Regions from separate parts of the Mus musculus genome. Here region 1 is linked to region 2. A link is a contact called in public HiChIP or PLAC-seq data. All regions are on one chromosome and are shown on one strand. Each heading gives the region's core, a stretch centred on a gene start, on an enhancer-like site or on the middle of the called end of the contact. The rest is flanking DNA. Distances are from core to core; before and after follow the strand shown. Region 1 overlaps Agpat4 (1-acylglycerol-3-phosphate O-acyltransferase 4 (lysophosphatidic acid acyltransferase, delta)). Region 2 has its middle 11 kb from the start of 1700110C19Rik.

Region 1 (2,700 bases), core at 90-2,589, 1.8 Mb before region 2:
GACTTTCCACCCACTGACCATCTGTCACCTGGTGACAGACATCCCTTAGGTGGGACAGAGCAGGGAGATGCCTTTAGCCATCTGGCCTCAGAGGCCCTGACAGGCAGAGTGCTCCCTGGCACAAGGGTGCCTTGTCCTAGGGCAGTGGGTCTCAACCCCTTAGCAGGGCATCAAGCAACCAGAGAACTGAGATTTACACTACAATTTATTATAGTGACAAACTTACAGTATGAAGTAGAGACAAAAATACTTTTATGGTTGGGGGTCAGCACAGCATGAGGAAGTATATTATTAAAGAGTTGCAGCATTAGGATGGCTGAGAACCGCTGCCCTGGGGCCTAGTGTGAGTACACACAACACAGCCCACGGATCCAGGTGGCCTCCATACATCAGACAGCAGTCTGGGAAACACCACCTAGGGAAAGGGGTTAGCCTTGAAGTCCCTAAACAAATCTTGACTGGGACTAGCCACACAGTGTGGTCCCTAGCCAGGTTGCAACACAGGAAACGGGGTGCATCTGCGCATGCGGTTCCTCCCCAGCTCTGTTTCTTGGATGCTGGACAGCCTCTTCTTTTCCCTAGTTCCCCATTGGCCTCTCCAGAGTCCCCTTCTCACAGGAGGACTGCCCTCTCTGGGATCTAGATGAACCTACCTCCAGCCTCTGTATACACCCGTAGGTGGTGGGGCTCCAGTTGAGTCCCTGGCAAGCAAGCCTGTGCCTGGTTCTCCCCTCCCCTCTCACGTGCTCCCTCCCTTTCCTGCACACTGACCAGGGCTGCTTGCGCATGGGGCTGCCTTGTTTCCAGCTAGGTTGGTCCAGATGATCTTGTCATGAACTCCACACAGCATGGGCTCACAGGCCTCCTTTCAGCAACACTAACGAGCGTCTGCTTGAGCAAGGAATGGGTGTGGGCCTGGTCTCTCAGGGATACAGTTTTCTGGTGGCACTCAGCCTGGCTCCATTGACAAGCTGAAAGAAGCAACTGCCTTCAGCGGACTCCCACTTACCCCCATCCAAAAAGTGGGAGGGTGCTGGGGAGCTGTGTGAGTTTTGTAAGCACTAGTCATGCCCGGAATCAACACATGGGCACCACCGATGAAAGCACAGGACTTTGCCTACTGCATCTTGCTGTCTCTACCTCAATGGCCCTGGAACACAAACCATGAGCCAACTATCAACCCTTCCTCACAAGAGTTCCCTAGATGAAGCAGGAAGTGAAAAATTCTTAATTAAAAAAAAAGTTTTGTTTTGAAATTTACTACGTTCAATGTAACGCACATTTAGTCAGCAGGGAAGAGGAAGTACAGACTCAGGTTTACCCCAGCAGGCCCTCAGCAGCCGCGCCCAGACATACTTTCCAACATGGCGGACGGGAGGGCCTGCTGGCCTCAGGGCGGGGAAGGGCCTACACTGCTGTGCTGGCTGGAGAGGAAAAGAGACTGAACAGCCAGAAACAGCTGCCACCACAACTGTCTCCAGGGATACAGAAACGCAGTTCCTCTTGTCCTATATTTTGATCCACGGGCCACTGGCTGCTTCTCTCCCAGGTCCCTCAGGTTGTGGAGTCTGCAGAAGTTTCCACTGACACCTCACTGAGATCCACTGACACCTAACTGCGATGACCCAAAGAACTGGACTCAGGGGAAGGAACAGATGACCAGTCTTCCACCCAGCCTGAAGATGGGATTGCTTTCAAAACTGTACTTGAGGCTCTGTCCGGACGGAAAATCTACTTACCTCAGTAGGACAAGAACTGACTCTTAGTTCCTATGGTCATCCATTCTGGACCCCTCAGCCCCCACACACATACATGAAAACCCAGCCCAGTGTCTTTTGGCAACATAGTAGCCTCTCCTTTCCCTCATATACAGCCCTTTCTGAGGCTGTGATTGACAAGGCGCCAAGCCCTGACTGCCTCTTTCAGACAGGATTAAGGCAGCTTCTCCCAGACCTGCTATAGTTTAAGCAAGAGAGGCAAGAGAAATGGCCTGTCTCCAGTAGAGCCCGTGGGAGGCCTTTAAGTGATACCTGGAGCTTGTTCCAGTACCCATGCTAAACCACTGCCAATCAGCCAACCACAGACACAGGCAAGTGATCTTCAGAGGGGAACTTGCGTTGGGAAAACAGGAAGAGGATATAAATAAACAGCAATAACAATAAATCAAAACAGTTTATCAGAAACATGGGATTCTTGGTCGATTCTTTCTTATCTTTATATCAAGCATACTAAGCTTTTTAAAAGAGATTTATTTATTTATTTATTTATTTATTTATTTATTTATTTATTATAAGTAAGTATACTGTAGCTGTCTTCAGATACCCCAGAAGAGGGCATCAGATCTCATTACAGATGGTTGTGAGCCACCACGTGGTTGCTGGAATTTGAACTCAGGACCTTAGGAAGAACAGTCAGTGCTCTTAACCACTGAGCCATCTCTCCAGCCCACATACTAGGTTTTTAAAGTTGCCTGAGTAACAAACCATAATGGGAAGAGAAAGAAACATTTGCCATACCCCCTTGAGCCCCAGCCCCTTGTAGCAAATACTCTAAAATTTCATCTTGAAATTTACTTATTTATTTTTGAGCCAAGATCTCACATATCCTAGGCTGATTTCAAGGCAGCTTTGTAGTTGAAGATGACCTTAAATTCAGGCATTACCACCCTCAATTTATAGGAGTGCCCAGGAACTAACTCAG
Region 2 (2,700 bases), core at 7-2,506:
AGACAACCACAAAGTAGTCGTGTTTACAAACTCAGTCCTATCACCTCACAAAATGGCGACAGAATCTGTACATTCTTTTGATCAAAGCTACGCAATGCTCACTGAAAACATTTACTAAATATTCCTACTAACTCGCACTTTTCCACGAAATGCCCTGGTGCAGAAGCACAAGAAATTCAGTCTTTCTCCTGTGCGGAATGTTTAGGAATCACATAGTCAGGTCTGGGTGACAGGGCAGGGTGGGATCCTGGGGACATGTTTTGAATCTTCCAACATGAAGTCTTAGCTCTCTACAACTGACTTACAGGCTGTCACGGAGCTGCGCAGAGCTTCTAGTGTGTTCAAAAGGAAGCTAGGGCTCAGTTTCTGCTTTGCCTCCCTTTGGCAGAGCTAAAGTTTGGGCCATGACCAGGCCTGAGGTAGGATTTCCTAGTTTTTTTTTTTTTTTTAGCATCCTAGGAAGATAGATGAGCGGAGCCAAGGTTACTTGTTTCTTGCATCCGGAACGAGTGTTTTAAAGTAACAAAACCTTAATCTTTTTGGATATTGAGACCTACAAAGGAAAATAATCAGCATTGTATGGATGACTTCAATAGACTAGCTGCCTGCAGACTCCCCCGCCTGGGAGTGACATTGAGGGAGCCCTCAGATCTCGGTGTCTGGAGACGCGAGCCAATGGGGGCTAGGCAGACGATTCTTTCTGGTGCTTGATGTTCCGGACATTCCGACGTCCCCGGTTCATTTCCAATGTATGAATACATCACTCTTTCTATTAAGATACCACGAAGACCACCTGTTACTACAGGTGATTTACATTCCAAGCTAGAATTATAGATTCCTTTATGCAAACATATTTAGGGAGAGTTCACTTTAAGACGGAATTTAGCTCCCTAATGAAAACAGCGCATAAAGGACCCTAACAGCTTCTGCGAGAGGTCCAGACTCTTAACTGGAGAAAGTGGGGCTTAAAAGAAAATGCGGGTAGGTTCTTTGTCTCCTAGGAAACTCATTTCCGACTTGGGAATCGGGCGAGTTACTCCCCTGCCTCACGCACATTCCTACCCGCTCCAGAGCGCTCCAGCGGGCAAAGATGGAACTCTGTTCTTTCTTTTGTGTAGCCCGACCGTTTGTTTCTCTCCTGACAACAGCTTCTCCTCCCTTCATCCTCCCCGCTTTCTTCCGGGCCTGGGAACTGCGAGGCCAGGAGCTGTGTGGCCGTCCCTTTGCCGGGTTTCGGGTCCCTGTGCGCAGGCACGCATTCATTAGCGCCACAAGAGCACCAGAGTCCCGGACACCTCATAAATATTTAGAGGTTCCCACCACCTTCCAGAGAGCCAGGGGGAGAAAGAGAATTTAGTGTGGAGTTGGTCAGGGTAATATGCATGTGAATCAGAAGTGGGGACAAAGGATGAAAGGTGCTGGAAACTCCAACAAACCCGTGATCCCCGGGGGTCATTCTGCCTGTTCCTGCCCACACTATCCCGGGCCGGCCTTCTTCCTGCGCATGAGCGGACTGAGCCTGTTTCCGAAGACTGTTGGCAAAGGATGTGTGCTCTTTGTTCTGTCCCGCTCTTTCTTAACAGACAGGTTTGCTTTGCCCTCTCCACTGCGCTGGCGGCTGCCTTCTCCTTTGCCACCCACAGAAGTGAGGCATGAAGATCTAGGGGTCTACACTAATACGTAAGGCAAGAAAAGGGAACAGAATGTGGCTGTGTCGGGGAAAACGTGCGCAAAATCAGCCTGTGGGTTAGACACAATACATCGACACTCACTATGGAAGGTTGAAAAACTTCCATAAATGTTCTGTGCACAGAACCCAGAATCCCAAGAGAAAGTCTGCACGCAAACAGCTACCTTGACACCCACACACCCTATGAAGCTTTTAAAAACTATTTTTAAACACTCCTCCTGGCTTTTATTTTGGGAGGTCTGGAGTGCACAGAGCAAGGGAGAGAGCAAAGGCTCAGAGCTCAAGAGAGGAAGCTAGAGCAGTCTTCCTTTCTTCCTAAAGCACTGTCTCACAGGAAGGATGACCAATGGCCTTAAAGCCTGGGAGTGAATACAGGGGCAGTAAAGGATGGATTGGCCAGGCTAGTTTTCATCAGAAAGGAAGAGGATGGCAACATGGAACTAAGCAGCTTTGGGACAAAGACTCCTCTGTGGAAAGGGGGTTGCTTTAACCAGGTAGGAATTTTAAGTCAAAGCCTTGTAATACCTAACAGTGGTTGAGATGAAACACATGGATTATAGGTCTTATGAAGCATCCTGCTTAGTTTGGGGTACACACTATACAGCAATGAGAGCCTGAATAGTTAGCAATAGAAAATAACTTACATCCTAGTTCACATTTTGGAAATACCTGGGATTGCAACTATGTTGCTTTGAACGAAAGTGTACAAATATTACTAGTTAAATCTTACTATTAGGAAACATCGGAGGAAATGTGCTAAATTTCATAAAAACTTCCAATTTGCCCCAGTTCACTACTTACTACAAGAAACCTTCAATCAGATAGAAGCTCACTGAAAATTAAAAGGAATCTGGACAAAGCTGGTAAACTGGTACCTTGCCCTTATAAGCTGGTGAAAACTAGCTCCAATCACCTTAAGGCAGGAGGAAGTTTATGGATCAGGGTGACAGAAATGTGAATCAACCGTAATGAGCTCAAGAGCCCCAACAAGCCACAGGGAAATGCTCTCT

Evidence for each region. HiChIP or PLAC-seq counts read pairs in DNA pulled down with a chosen protein or histone mark.
Region 1: a contact with region 2 is called in an H3K27ac HiChIP or PLAC-seq map of embryonic stem cells, with 5 times the contacts expected there. The contact joins two enhancer-like sites. A contact is called at or near these places in 1 of 39 promoter capture datasets (pre-B cells), 1 of 115 datasets of contacts at active chromatin or transcription factors (embryonic stem cells) and 1 of 9 other capture datasets (embryonic stem cells).

What each region holds. Positions count from the first base shown.
Region 1 is chr17:12,158,075-12,160,774 of GRCm38.p6, reverse strand. All of the region lies in intron 2 of Agpat4 (1-acylglycerol-3-phosphate O-acyltransferase 4 (lysophosphatidic acid acyltransferase, delta)), which reads right to left. Among named protein-coding and RNA genes, the nearest start is that of Agpat4, 40 kb to the right of the region's middle. Within about 2 kb of position 1,339, at least 77 of the 459 cell types and tissues checked have an H3K27ac peak or open chromatin away from gene starts, as enhancers often do. A contact at or near this core is called in embryonic stem cells, where this site is marked.
Region 2 is chr17:10,333,982-10,336,681 of GRCm38.p6, reverse strand. No RefSeq gene overlaps it. Among named protein-coding and RNA genes, the nearest start is that of 1700110C19Rik, 11 kb to the right of the region's middle. RefSeq lists an enhancer at 1-2,700. Within about 2 kb of position 1,256, at least 204 of the 459 cell types and tissues checked have an H3K27ac peak or open chromatin away from gene starts, as enhancers often do. A contact at or near this core is called in embryonic stem cells, where this site is marked.